Linked DNA regions of Zea mays: all the other regions are linked to region 1. Evidence: chromatin contacts called from public Hi-C data. All regions are on one chromosome and are shown on one strand. Each heading gives the region's core, a stretch centred on a gene start, on an enhancer-like site or on the middle of the called end of the contact. The rest is flanking DNA. Distances are from core to core; before and after follow the strand shown. Region 1 holds the start of LOC103637390. Region 2 holds the start of LOC100286304 (triacylglycerol lipase). Region 3 holds the start of LOC100278713.

What was found. A called contact is a pair of places that touch in the nucleus more often than the background predicts.
Region 2: a contact with region 1 is called in a Hi-C map of ear, with 1.9 times the contacts expected there. The contact joins the promoter of LOC100286304 here to the promoter of LOC103637390 in region 1. A contact is called at or near these places in 2 of 25 Hi-C or Micro-C datasets (ear and leaf).
Region 3: a Hi-C map of ear shows a contact between it and region 1, with 2.6 times the contacts expected there. The contact joins the promoter of LOC100278713 here to the promoter of LOC103637390 in region 1. A contact is called at or near these places in 5 of 25 Hi-C or Micro-C datasets (bundle sheath, ear and leaf).

Annotation. Positions count from the first base shown.
Region 1 is chr8:151,308,003-151,313,066 of Zm-B73-REFERENCE-NAM-5.0, reverse strand. LOC103637390 reads right to left here and starts at 2,817. Exons shown (of 21, transcript XM_020542492.2): 1 at 2,405-2,817; 2 at 2,206-2,287; 3 at 1,472-1,511; 4 at 1,086-1,334. The coding sequence starts at 2,536.
Region 2 is chr8:151,123,124-151,128,187 of Zm-B73-REFERENCE-NAM-5.0, reverse strand. It overlaps LOC100286304 (triacylglycerol lipase), which reads right to left and starts at 2,535. Exons shown (of 2, transcript NM_001159191.2): 1 at 1,834-2,535; 2 at 468-1,159. The coding sequence starts at 2,505. The coding sequence ends at 539. LOC103637388 reads right to left here and starts at 231. Exons shown (of 3, transcript XM_020542772.3): 1 at 145-231; 2 at 1-55. The coding sequence starts at 29.
Region 3 is chr8:151,141,265-151,146,328 of Zm-B73-REFERENCE-NAM-5.0, reverse strand. It overlaps LOC100278713, which reads right to left and starts at 2,537. Exons shown (of 6, transcript NM_001352911.1): 1 at 2,372-2,537; 2 at 1,709-1,908; 3 at 1,069-1,137; 4 at 903-978; 5 at 747-811; 6 at 398-668. The coding sequence starts at 1,891. The coding sequence ends at 576.

The sequences.
Region 1 (5,064 bases), core at 1,568-4,067:
AAGTTGGTTATGTGGTTTGAGTACTCCTCAGATCTTAGGTTCAACTCCCCATGATCTTACCCCCGCAAGTCGAGTTTTTACTTTTTTATCTAGTATAGGTGGAAATTGATTTATTTTACTCATAGGTCTCTGGATGGATCAAATATAACAGAAAATGCAACTGTGGGACCACAATGCTGTATGGCATAAAGTTCACAAACAAGCTAAAGACTTAAAAAAGTAGTCTAGACTACAGAACAGCTATGCAAAATACCACGAAAGGTCATGAGGGCATGTACAACCCAATTAAATGAGAGGTCTCTTGAGCAATCTCTAGGGGGGGGGGGCTAAGTGGAAAAAAATCAAGAGACGGGCTCTTCTCTACAGGACTCTCTATACATATTGTGTCTTGATTGTATTTATTATCTAGAGGCTCAGAGTTGTATCATGCGGTCTCTTAGTTGTTTCTTGTATTTGGAAAACCATTTCAAGGGCTCAGGGTTGTACATACCCTGATAGGCAAGTGAGCCATTCATTCATGAATATTACTCAACACTCACGATTGCACTTTGCTACTTTGTTCAACTGAGCCATTCATTCATGAATATAACTCAACAGTCCCAAATGCACTTTGGCTACTTTGTTAATGAATGTTACTCAACAATATGATACCCATAAGATGTTTCAGCCCAGTTCAGTTCCAGGTTACAGTTAATAAAGTAATGCTTTAGTTTCCTCAGTACCAAACATAGTCGTATGGATGTATGTAATTGCCACAAAAAGTACCAGTAAAATTAGCATATCCCTAATGATCCAGGACATAGAAAGAATACACCGGTTACTCTACATTCTATGATATATAAAATAAATGGTGTCAAGTAGCCAAAGTGCAAAAAGTAGCCTATAGGCCTCAAGTGGTGTACAATGTAGGTTAAACTCTCAACATCCAAAATTTTGTGATAGTTTCGCTCCTGAATCAACTACCCAAAAATGAACATGGTTAGAGAAAATAAACCTTGTATGCATTATCCAATTAGACACATCTAAATGTCATGAACAAAGAATTGTACCCATAAACTTAAGTAACTAGAGAAAAATAACCATACCAAAGAAGTGACCTATTGTCAAGCTCCTGCTTAGGAACATCGCGGCCCCGCATAGTCACCAAATCCAAAAATATGACTTTGTTCTCACAACAAATGACAACAAAGTGTCTTCCTCGTGTCGAAGGTGCAGGTGCACTGAACATGGAAGATTGCTGATTGACTGCAGTTGGGGCCTCAGCAGCAGCAGAACAATTGCGCCAATGTTGCCAAAAGCGAACATCATCATCATAAAAGGAAACCTGCTTTACACTTGGAGAAGAACAGTAGACCCATCGGGAGTCAGGTGAAGGTAATATGCACATGATCATCATAATTAACAATAACAACAAAGCATTTAAGTCCCAAGCAAGTTAGGGTAGCATGATCATCATAATTAAGGGACATACCTTCCCCCTCGAATAGCCTCGGTGGGCTTTCCTTTTGAATCTGCACAAAACATTGCACATGGGTAAAGCGAGAAGCACATATTACTTCCACTGATATGGCTTGAAAAGGGATAATCAACAAAACACTAAATACCATGGGTATTGGAAGTGAAGGGGGCAGCAAAAATGTGAAGTCGAGAATGATAAAAAAAACACAGCTAGCTTCAACAAGGATCAAGATTTAGCCTACATTTAGGATAGGATATTGGCATGTTGCAGACAAGTATGTTTTGCAAATAACATTTGAAATACAAACTTTAGTGGTGATATCAAACCATACAAACTTTAGTGGTGATATCAAACCAATACTTAATACGCTAGTAATGCAGTGCAAGTTGAATGTAACCATGTCCTAGCAATGAAGTATTTTGTGTTGTCGTTCCTTCTAGAGATGAGTATATGAGAATAAGGATTTTCATTGATACAGTTTACCACCATTACCATGAGATTGCATTACTACAGGAAATCAAGCAACGTATCATATCTCTACAAGGACAGAGAAATGACATTTCAGCTTCGGACACTCTGACAAATTCAGGTCGTCCCAAACAGTAAATAAACGCCCATTTTAACAAATGCACAACCATATGTCACAATTGGCCAGTGTGAACAGCATTAAACTATGCACAACAACCACATACCATGCCAAAAACCACCGATAATAATAAACGAAACTGAACTACTGCGCCACATACCATCTCCCTCAGCGAGTTTCTCAAGCTTCGCTCCAACCAAGCGACGCTCATCAACGCCACCTGCCTTCAGCTCATAGATCACCTAACGGATTACAAAGCACCGTGAGATCAAATGGGCCCCAAACAAAGCTTCGAAGCCTCTCTGTATCGCGGGATCAAACAAGCAGATTGCTAGAAGGTCCCTAAAAGCAAGCGGTACCTGGCGGTGCTCCCAGTTCCAGACAGAGACGCGGTCGTTGGCGTCCGCGGTGACGAGCCAGGGGTGAGTGGGGTGGAGCTGGATCTTCACGACTTTGTCGCTCGTCGGCCGGAACGCCCGTAGGCGGAGCATCTCCCCGCGGCCGCCGCGTGCTGCGGCGGGGTTGTCGCTGGCAAGAGGCAGGCGGGGGCAGGAGCAGAGATCTGGAGTCTGGAGATCTGGGGATGAGCAAAGGGGAGGTAGCAGTGATGTTGTGCTGGTCTGGTGGCGCCGTGGCAGGGTCGGGGAGATCTGAACCAGCAAGGCTGCAACTGCAACTGCAACGGTGAGAAAGGAGGCGAAGAGAAGAGAAAAATGAGCTGGACGAATGGGCCGTGATAAGCCTGCTGTCGACGGCCATGATGAATACGAGTAAGTTGAAATATATGGGTCTTATTGGCAAAGAAATTATTGGTCTACTAGTCAGTTGCATGTGCTTTGCTACGATTTTAAAATATTTATTTAAATATAATTATTGTTTATTTCTAAACACTAAGGTATGTAATCTGATGACTACTCTCAAATGTTTAGAGCGAGGTGGGTTCGAGTGCTCACTTTGCACTATTTTTTGAACGGTGTGGTAGCGCGGAGGGTGAAACCGTGATATCATCAGATGCCCATATTAGGTTCTTATTAGATTTATGTATATAATTGCTACAGTTGTTATATACTCAAATATAACTATTTTTTATTTATAAAACACTAAGGTACGTGTGTTCTAGTGGTTAACCCAAAAGTTCTGAAGCAAGGGGACATGGGTTCAAGTGCTCAATTTAACCAAAAGATCGATTGAGGACTTGATTAGCAACTCTTCAGATTGATCTACTTCCTCCGGTCTCCTTCGTGTCTTCTCTTTCTGAACTAGGTGAGTGCTCGTGCGTTGTAACGGAAACATATAATATCATAGTTAAGTGCTCGTACACTGCGACGGAAAATAAACCTCGTGCATAACAACTTTGATAGCACTTCTCTATTTTTGGGTTAAGCAGTTATTGTAAGATTAGCCACACAAAGGAAACTTGGGCATGCAACCTTGGTCATCAGGAAAACAAAGTACCAAGAGGAAAGCAAAAGGGTGAGCCGATTCAAACTGTGAACATCTTGGTCATCAGGAAAACAAAGTACCAAGAGGAAAGAAAAAGAGTGGGCTGATTCAAACTGTGAACAGGTAGGCACTGGTGCCTAAGTCTGTCATTTGATAAAATATCAGATAAATTACCATCAGTAGCTAACTGTAACAATGAAACAACCAGCACCATAAGTTGTGCAACTTCATTGAATATGAACTAATCTAAGTGTTGTGCCATCTAAGGGCTTGTTCGGTTAGCTCTCAATCCATGTGGATTGAGTGGGATTGGGTGGGTTTAAATCCCAAGCAAGTCAAAGTTCTTCTAAATTTTTTCCAATCTCATCCAATCCATGTATAATGGGAATAACCGAACAAGGCCTAACAGATTTTAGCTTTCAATAACCAGCTATACAAGTCCACCTAAGACTCCAAGTACACATGACATACGAAAGTCAGAGAAGACAATAATAATTTTACATAGCTGAGAATTATTTTGCATAACTGAGAAACTGATGAATAGTTGAATACCCTGCCTTAGTGGCATGAAGTTGTACTGATTTATCAATGACAAAAACAAACAATGGTGATCCTGTTACATTTTGCCCACCAGTGGCAATCTAGCAAACAAACGATTCCTAAGCGACACAAAGGAAATCTGAACGAAATAGGATGTAGCCCTTCACACATGAAAATCCAGTCATCTTATCTACTAACTTCCTACGATTGCCTGCTAGATCTGTTGGAGCACTACATGAACTCCATAGCTCGCCATATTGTGCATAGAACAAGCATCTCCAAGAGGCCAACATCGAGTGATGTCTGTCACTTCCAAGAGGTCCGATGAAAGAGTTGTTAAATATATGGAATATGTATAGAACAAGCATCTCCAATGCGTAAGTAGATATAAGACCATGGTGAGCTCCAAGAATACGACTCTCATAGAAACACCCTGCCTTTATCAATATGATACTCCTCTAGAATAAATGGTATTGGTTGATCAAGTTATCAATCTATTAAAATGCAATCATTAAACAAATATAGGTAGAAAATCAATCATATTTAAACACTTGAATCATAAATGGTAAAAGTTTTGAGCATGTGCTCTGTATTATTGCATATACAAATTAAGATGGTTTTGGAAAGTAAGAACACACCTCCTCAAGAAAACATAGTGTGCATAATCCACCGACTTGATTAAATGAGATGTCAACAATAATGTTTTTCACAAGACAATTTATAATCCTGACATGTACATGATATACGAAACATGAGAGAATTACACAAGTGTATGCAAAAATATAGGTGGAAAATCCTTAAACATGGTATATTCCCTGAAAGAAGATAAGGGAAGGGAGCAAGAAAAAAATATAAGATGCATTTTCTGTATTAAGAACCAAGGATGATGCTAAGAAGTGTCTTCAAAATAATCATCCAAAAATTAATAACATATTAGCATAGATGTTTTCCCAGGTTACATTCTGCAAAGAACTATATTAAAGGAACAACTGCTACATACTAAACTGAAGTTTAACTTAGATATTTTTTAACTTTC
Region 2 (5,064 bases), core at 1,286-3,785, 180 kb after region 1:
AATTGCAACAGTGATTGTCGAATATTCATGGCTCTGTGGCTGAGCCAGATGAAACCTAATCACATGTACTCTGATTAAATGGACTGGTCGGCTCCGCATGATTTAATCGACAGCAAAAACAATAATCAATACAAGTGGTCTCACATGAGCTTTCCGGCGTCGACCTGGAATAATCAGCAGCGCCTGGGGAAAAAATCAACGCCACCACTGTACGCCAGGACGTCTGCACGTTTGGTGGCGGCGCAGGAAGAGATGGCAGCACAGGAAGGTTGAGATGGCAGGTACAGGTACGTACGACATTTGTGGGACTTTATGGATTTAAATTTTGAGAAAATCTTGGGATCTGTTGGAGACCCATATATAGAATGGAACTAAGAGATTTAGGGAGATCCTTATTCCCTTGTATTGGGAGATTATTTTTTGGGCTCTCTTGGAGATGCTCTAACGGTCCGATGAGATGTTTTTTATTGTCGAGAAAACTCTTGCTTTCGTATTATTAATTCGTTAATAACCACCTTTAATGAAGTTATCAAAATCATCACATAGCGAGGTTACCCTCCTCATGATCCTGCAAAACCCAGCGTCCGCTGGCGTCCCTGGTCATGCCCTTGTTCCCCTCCACCCACCAGGCCGCCGGCACGGGGTAGTCGTCGCTGAGCGCGTCCACCTCCTTGTTCACCAGCGCGACGTCGCGGTCCACCTCCAGGCTGAACCCGGCGGCGTCGCCGGCGCCCTGCGTGCCGGCGACGCCGTGCAGGTAGCACTCGAGGTTGTGCCAGGCGGCGGGGCCCGGGCCGGGCCTCTTGAGGTGCGGCGACTTGCGCGTGTCCAGCAGCAGCTCCACGCCGACATCCTTGTAGAAGGCGTTGGGCAGGACGGTGGGCACGACGTCGGGCGCGTTCCGGACCCGGAGCAGCCGGGCGCCGGGCGTCGAGTCGAACGCCTTCTTGAACTGGTCGTCGCCCACGCGGGGGCTGCCGAAGACGATGGCGGCGACGGGGACCGTGTCGTTGTTGGGGCCCCGGACGTTGAGGCCGTTGGCGACGATGTCGATGGCGGTGAGCGTGGAGAGCGCCGCGCCCAGGCTGTGGCCGGTTAGCGTGATGCTGCAGTTCTCGCCCTTGTACGCGTCCAATAGCCTTCTAATCTCGGCCAACACCTGCATGCAGGATTAATTTGGCACTCGTTCGTTCAGTGGAGTATCAGTACCTAGACTAGATTTGGAAGGAAAGCGATTCACGTCTCCTTCCCAATCCAATCAAGAAGGCCGGTTTGTCGTTTCGTCGTCCACCCTATGCCTATCATTAACGGACAAACAGTTTGCGGCGTACTGTCTTGTTGCTTCTCGGCAAATTCTTGTGGACACCAACACCTAAGATGTTCCCGTTCCTACAAGATTCTATACAAGATGAAAATGCATGTTCCTATCAACACAAATGGCTACTAGAACGCACCAGCCAAATCATTTGCCAGTCCCCTACAGCGTGTGAAACAAAGAAGCTTGCTCTCTTCAAATGTCTCTGTCGGTATCCTAAAAAACATACGGGGCTACGAGCTACTACCTGTACGTACTGTCGGAATCTCAACCATTTATTGTGACGACACAAAAGGTCCAACATTTGGATGCAAACGTGTGAACAAACCGCGCCACAACGGCACTCCAGTTTGTCCTATCTCGTGCGCATGCAAAAAAATTACGAAAGTCACCGCAAAATTACTGGCCATCAGTCAGTGGCTATTGTGCCATGGAATGGAAGGACACAAGGAAAGGAAACACTAGAGAGACTGTGTCGGCGAATAAAGCACACGAGGGAGGAGTCAAAACTAGATTACCTGCTCTCTGGCGCTTTGCTTGTTGAACCGCGACGTGGAGTTCCTCGACGCGTACACGGACAAGAAACCCCGGTGCACCGCCGGCTGCGACCACCCGGGGCCAGGCCCGACGACGCCCGCCGCCGGCACCAGCGTGATGTCCAGGTCGTTGGCCCACTCCACGGCGCGCTTGGTCCCGCGCCACGCCACCACGATGTCCCGCCTCCCCAGCCTCGCGACGCCGGCGTCCGTGGCCACGGCGACGTACCCCATCCAGTTGGACTCGGCGCTCCACGCCCCCGGCGGCGCCGGCCGCGTGATGAACTGGCCGGGGACGCGCGCGCTCGACGTCGCGTACAGGAACCTCGTCACGTTGTACGCGTCCGGGTCGGGCGCCTGCGCCCTGCGGAGGAACGCGCCGGGGGCGTACCGCGACGCGCCCGCGTACGGCGACGCCGGGTCGCCGATGAACGCGTCCGACGTCGCCTGCGCCAGCTCCCCGTACCGGATGACGGCGCGCCGGAGGTCGCCGTCGAGCGGGTCCAGGAGCCCGTCCCAGTTGTCCCGCCCGCTGAGTTCGGCCCATGACCTCTGGCTCTGGCTCTGGCTCTGGCTCTGGGCGGCGGCAACGGTGGTGTCGGTGGAAAGCGCGGTGGCTACGAGTGCACAGACGAGGAGGAAGGAGCGGTGCATCTTGGAGACTAGCTTGTGCTGCTTGCAATTGCAACTGAACGAACTGGCTGTCGTTTATTTATGGACCTGTGGAGCATGGGCGTATGAATGGCAGCGCGTGCAGGGTGTGCTGCATGCACAGGGCTGCAGAACTGCAGCTGGAAGGAAAGCAACATGTGTATGGAAGCAATAGCTTGTGGGGGGAAATGTGAGAATCAGGGAAGGAATATGGAACATGAGACAAAGCTACCCATTTTTTTAGTTTTTTTTTGTATCAGTATAATTATAAAAGTTTAAAATTCTATATAAGCTATTAAAAAAGTCATTAGGTCCACCTTCCGTCCTGATGTGTGGGCCATGTGCCCATGTCGTTGAAGATGTCCACACAAATAGTGAAGAAAAAAGTTCGCGCCAGTGTTCGAGATAATTAATTATAAATTTTTATAGTGATACATAGAAGAAACACTTTTTTAAACCCAACAAAATATCAAGAAATTAATTCTCTCGAAGTGACGACCTAGCAGCTCTTTCGGTGTGGATGCAGATGCAGATGGCCAGATGCAGTGCAGGTGGATATGGATGTGTATTGCAATAAATTCTGAGCATAGTGGGCTACTGGGCTGCTGTAATAAGCCTCAAAGTGAGGGCCTGCTGATGCCACACAGCCGCAGGCCAGGAGCCCAGTATCCAGCGTCTGGAACCGTTAGTTATGAAACACTAGCAGGTTACATGGGCAAATGCCACTTCTCTTCTCTATTGGTATCTCTTTTCTACGGTATTAGAGCAACTCCAATAGTTATGTAAATTTTAGCTCTCTAAATCATAGATTTAAGAAGTTACTAAATATTTTTTGGAGTAAAAAAATGTGAGTTCTCCAATAGTTCTCTAAATACAGGTTGTAATTTTGTGTTGTATATATCCATATAAAAAATAAGTCACAAAAACTATATAATGCAGTCAATATTTTTGTTTAGGGAGTTGTTAAATGGTTGCCAAATGTAGAGAGAAAATGAGGTTAGATGACAAGTTCTTAAATTTAGAAAATTCGTTTAGAGAACTGTTGGAGAATAGTTTTTATGTTAACTACCTAAATTATTGATTTAGGAAGTCTTTTAGAAAACTACTGGAGTTGCTCTTAAAACATCAGTTTCAATGGTCGCCCTGCGTTAATATTTTTTTAAAAAAACCCTACATTTTTTAGAATCAACATGCATTCCTATAATCTCTTCTCTATCTCTATTACTATAATATGAGAGTTTATATAAAAAATAAGTCTCTACCTCTATTAAAGCACTAGTTTCAACGGTCGTCCCGCGTCAATATTTTTTTAAAAAAACATAAATTTCTTTAAAACCAACCCATGCTCTTATAATCTCTTCTCCACTACTATAATAGAAGAGTTTATGTAAAAATACTGACCAACGTCTGGAACCGTTAGTCTTGCTAAGAAATCTTAGTAGGGTTATATGGACAAATACCACTTATACCTCTAAGGCCTAGTTTGGGTACTCTAGTATTGACCCCAATTCATATGTATTGAGGTGGATTGGGGTCTAACTTAAACTAATCTACATCTCAATCCACCTCAACATATGTAAATTGGGTCAATACTAGAGTACCCAAACAAAGTCTAATGGGTCTCACGTCTCTATATAAAGGAACATGTACTCCCTCATAGATTGTAGATTTATCTAGAATACTTGCATAATACTTTTATAGCAGCAAGTGCCAAGTATATGAGAACAGGGGTTTATAAATAACATAGATACACCTCGCTAATTTACCTATCACTTCCAAAGTACTCCCTCAAACTTGACGTTTGAGGATTGACCTAAGTTAAACCATTGAAATTTTGATCTCTTTATATTAAAAAGTAGTCATACCAATTGGTGACATAAGTGTTAACCTTTATGTACAATATTAGTCAAACTCTAGATATTAAACTTAGGACAATCCTAGAAGATTAAGTTTTTTTATGGAGGGAGTATGTTTCGTTGGTCTATCACCATCATATATCAAGCCTTGACCAAACACACATAATTTAGTATCTCAAAATCAATTAATTCATTTCGATTTAATACACCTAAAAAATAAAGGAACCATCATGCATTTCAAAGTAACATCTATTTTCTCTTTTAACTTTATATGTAAGTCCAATTAAAAGGCGTATCCAGTGCCGTAGGCTTCCCGTACTATGCGAGGTCTGGGGAAGTCCAATTAAAAGGCGTACCCAGTGCCGTAGGCTTCCCGTACTATGCGAGGTCTGGGGAAGTCCAATTAAAAGACGTACCCAGTGTCGTAAACTTCCCGCACTGTGCGAGGTATGGAAAAGGGTATCTTTAAACGTCAAGTCTTACCCGCATAATATGTAGAGGCTGGGGCTCAAACCCGAGACCTTCCAGTTACAGATGATAGGCTCTACCGCTGCATCAGGCCCACCCTTCATATGTAAGTCCAATAATTGGGATATAAATTAAGAATAGCAACACAAATAAATTGAAAGTTCAATTCATCAGCGCTTCTCAAATCTGTGTAGAGAAACTTGCAAGTACTTCCCTGAAATATCAAACTTTTGAACAA
Region 3 (5,064 bases), core at 1,288-3,787, 170 kb after region 1:
GCCTGCAGGCCATTGTAGCTCGATCGCACCAGAGCAGAGGCATTATAGCACACAAAACCTTGCAAGCTCTTCTGTCCATACGCACAACGCATGGGACGAGCCATTGAATGATCTGAATGCCGATTTTTATGCTTAGCTTGAAGATCTCAAAGTTGCAAGGCATTGTACAATATGCATTCCACTATCGTATTTACTCCCTACGTCCTCATCTCATTATTTCGACAGATCAATCAATCTTAACTTTCATTAGGTTAAAAATTGTATCTACATTTGGATCTCTAAACATATTTACTATAAAATGTATGACATGATTAATCTAATGATGTTTATCCGGTATCATAAATATCAGTATTTTTGGTATATATTTAGTCAGAATTAAGATTGTTTCTCCTTGAAATACGAAGGGGGTTTATTTTAGGGCGGAGTACATCACAACGAACATGTTCACAATAACCTTTTGCCACATGAGAGAACAGGTAGCACAGTCAAAGCCCGCCAAAAATCACAACCGCTCTCTGCTGGATGTAGTGATGAAGCTACACGTCGACCGAAAGCTCACTAGATCACACCACGGATCATTGTGCCGAGGAAGTGTTAGCCCCCACAGCTGGGGTTTTAATGTAGCCCAAACCTTTCAGCTTCTCAACCAGCTTCCTCTCCGCAGCAGCCTGAGATCATGAAACCACAGTGAGTGTCAGATATGTCAACAAGATCGTTATGCAACTATGCAGCCCACCTGTAAGTACCTCAAGTATGGGGCTGTCCTTTGGGATGTTGCATGCCAGGACTATGTTCAGGCCAGTCTTCAGCACTGGGACATGTAGGGTGCAACCTTTCTGTTACTAAAAGCTAACCGTGAATGCAGCACAATTAGCCACTGCAACTGCAAACAGAAACGGTACCTAGACGGCGAGCCATACTTGAACCGGTGTTATCAGATGTTCCTCCTAGTACAGAGGTAACACTCACTCTGTTATCCTAAAAGGGACACGAAAAGACAACATGGCACAAATGACAACATAAATAATTAGACAGCATCCTCTAAGAATGAAAACGATTAGCGCTTACCGGTCTAGTGGTTGCAGCAGCATATAAATGGCCAAACTTTGCTGTGTTGCATCCAACCCACACGTATATCTGCATCGAAATGAATGAAAGGAAAAGCTAAAATATGATTACTAACAAAAAAATGTTCTGTATACACCAATTAAATCATGAGACGTAACACACTGCCAACAAGCTATGAGGATATTCTTTAAAAAAAACAAGCTGTGAGGACTGAAACAAATATACATCTAAAATACAATGAATGCATAGAGTACGGCAACACATGAGTTTTTGTCCAGGCAGATTAAGGACTTGGAGCTGACTATTACAAGTGACATAAAGCGTTCCGCCAGTCATAACCATCGTGACCACAACGTGAACAACCTTACGAGGACATGATAAACTTACTAAAATGCTAAAACTAGCATACTTTCAGGTGATCAGGTCACAACATGATATGCTAGACAGCTAGTTACTTATTTTACTGAATAAAAGTACACAGCCAGCTGGTAGAGCACAGCAATGAACGACGTTTAAGCCTTACATCATCAGAAGTTACATAAGTTTTTATATAATATTGATGAATCTGTGCTATGTTATGAATTTGAAGAACTTTTTTTTCAGTTTGATACTTCAATTGGAGCCAAGAAAACATGCCTACCTGTTTAGAAAACCTCACTATCTGAAAGTGAAGTGTTACATCGTGAAGATCCTCTGTGAAACAAGTGACGTGTGCACCCTCCTCAGACGACATATCACCTGAAGAATAAGTTTCGCCCTCTGTCCGGGTTGGCGAACCAACCACCAACTCCGAAAAGCTTGCCCTCGCCTCCTCTGAAGACATCACGCGCCTCTCTAACTCTGAAACGAGATGAAGTTACACCTTCAGATAGGTGGGCAACATGATCACCTTGTTTTATCAAGCCCGGGGGGTATTCCACTACACAATTCGCTTGCATGCCGATCGCAAGAGGACCAATGAAAAAAAATTGAAATGAAGTTTTGCAGTCACATAATTGAGGATACTCTTGTATTCACCTCAATCCACATGTATTGAGGTGGATTTGAGTGAACCCCAATCCACCTCAATACATGTGGATTAAGGCAAGGCCTAATTGGGGGCAAACCAGTTGTATTTACCAATTAGGGCGAGATTTTAGAGCGCGAGTATATCGAGAGTGACAGATGCAACAGGTGAAACCTTTTTATTTACGCATGGGTAGCATGGCCTGCACGCGCAAGCACCGGATTTGAACTAATGATCCTACACAAGCAGTAGATTTAACAAAAAGTTTCTGCATCTCGAAGCTTGGGAACTCCTCACCTTAGCTTCTGGCTCCCTTGGGCCACGCGCGGCTGCACAGATGAGATGGGATCCCCAGGGCGGCGAGACGGGAGCCTCTCCAGGCGATGCACGTCGCGGACTTGCGTAAGGACCCGGCGGCGGCTCGCGAGACGGCGGGAGCGTTTAGCAATGTGCACTGTAGCCGACCTGACCTCGGCTCGCAGCAGCAGCAGCAGGCAGGGGAAACATAAGGTTCAGCCCGCTAGGCCCATGAGAGCAGTGAATTTGACTGGATGATTGCAATGAATTTGACCTCTTTTTTTACCTAGTAAGACTCATCCTTTTCAACACTCTGTTCTGAAGGTAAAGAATTACAAGCCTACATTCTACTGAGATTTATCCGGTTGGTGTTCTTTCAATGGATACTCACGTTGTCAGCGCGGAATGGCTTTTGCGGTCTGCAAAATCTTGTTTAGCAATTCATAATTGTCTTTTTTGTGTGTGATTTTCAAGCTCCGACAGAGTGAATGTTTAAAAGAAGAAAACGGTCGATTTATTCTTTGATGCACTCATTTTCGAGAGATCATTTATGTCTTATTAGGGCTAGTATGGGAACTCCATTTTCTCATTTCCCATGGAAAAATAAACTAATTTTTTTTGGGAAATGAAAATCCCTTAAAAAATGTGGTTCCCAAACTAGCCCTTAAAAATATTAGCTGAGTTTAAGCACTCGTACATGACTGCTGAGCGGCGACAACGGTGATGCTCTGCGCTGCGGGGTTTAAGCAGAAGGCACGGGGCGCCGCGCTTGGGAAACAAATCTTTGGGTTGAAAAGGTATGGCAGGGAGCGTGGGTGTGCAGATTGGTTGATGCTAGTAAACGCGCTATAATCGGTCGGCGGCGTGAGAAGGGACCAGCTATACATGTCTAAACATGTCGTCATACATGATCGGGTTCAAGCACAAATTAGGTATGGCACGCTGAACTAGGGTCGTGCCTGAGGGGGTCAAGGGGGTCAACCGCCCTGGACCCCCACTTCTCATGGCCCCCACCTTCTTAGTGTATATAGGAACCCTTACTCTTAGGTCTTAGACTAGCGATCAGCTTAGTAGGCCATAGTTTACACACGAACGAATGTAAATAATCTGATATTAGAGTTAAGAATATTGCAAATGACACTGCTAGATAGACCAATTTTTGCTAGGGATTTTTTTAGTTTGTGAGAGAAATAGATTGTTATCCCAATATATTTATTGCTTTATCGGATATTATTTATAGTACCAGAAGTTGTGACATCAACTAAAAAAGCTTCTCAAAGCTAAAATTATTAAAGAATTGTTTAAGGTCTACAATGTCTCAAGAAATGTTAAATAGGCTATCAACTTTATGTGTTGAGAAGAAAATGTTAGATGCTATTAATATTGAAGCCATCAATGATGATTTTGTATCTATAAATGTTAGAAGTCATTTTAAGGTGTTCCTTATAATATATTTGAGATAATAATTTGATTTCTATTTTTTACCACTCAAGTTTTTCTATGATACATCGAATTATTTTAATTAGTTGATATATATAATAGTAAAAATAGTTCTTATGGTATTGGGGCCTCCATTTATAATAGATTTACTTAAATTTTAAAACTAATTGAACAATACATCATGTTCTTGTTCTTTCTTAACATTGGAATGATGCAGAGCAAGTGACCAGACCGTAGCTAGATTTGACACTTCAAGTCTGCTTATAATACTTGCAAAGGGCACCATACCTGACCCTCTTACCATCAATGACATGAGTTAGCTCATTGAAATCATTCCAGACTTTAGATCTAGGTGCCCTCTTCCTTGATCTATTGGTTTGATGCTCCTACTGAAGATAGGGTAGGGTTTTCTCTACAAAACCTTCTTTCACTTTATTTTTCCATGATGTTCACATCTATATTGGTTCCATATTGTATCTTAAACTTTTGCTTGTCTTTTAGGTCTTAAGCTCATCTACTGATGTCTTGCTTGAGGTGTTGATCATCTGAATCACTACTTCACTTAAGTCCAAGCCCACTTTTCATCCTGTTTGGACTACATAAAAACACACTAGCAAACATTATTAGTTCAAACAGTCATATTGATCATCAAACACCAAAATCCAAACTTATATAGGTCGAGGTCCATTTTTCTATAATCCCCCACTTTTTGGTGCTTGATGATAACATGACCAATACAAGCAAATAATAGATAAAAAAAAATGCAATCTACTTGCTATGCTGCAATGCAAAGGCAAGACTATACAATGCTAAAATGTACCAATTGAATGCAAAGGCAAGACTTAAGCTTTCCCCTAGCTCCAAATTTTACCTTCTCCCTTTCTTGAACCATTTCCCGAAATGGAGTTCTCCTCTATTTTCCTTACAATCCACCACAAAATACTACTTGTATACTTATTTTTTTAATTTACGATTTTTGTATTTATTATGGGTTGGACATGCTTTAGTTTCTTCAAATTCTCCCCTTTGAAATCAAACACCAAAAAGGAAAAACACTAGAAGCATAAGGAAGTTTCAATTTTTGACCATTTATATGTGGCGTGGAATTGGTCACAAAACTTGACTCTCATATTACATAGATTAATATTACCCAAGTGTATGCATACATATGGTGGATGACAAAGCATATGCATAAGCCGCAAATGAATGCACAAGAGAGTTTATCCTATATAATGTGTGGATAAAGCATACTG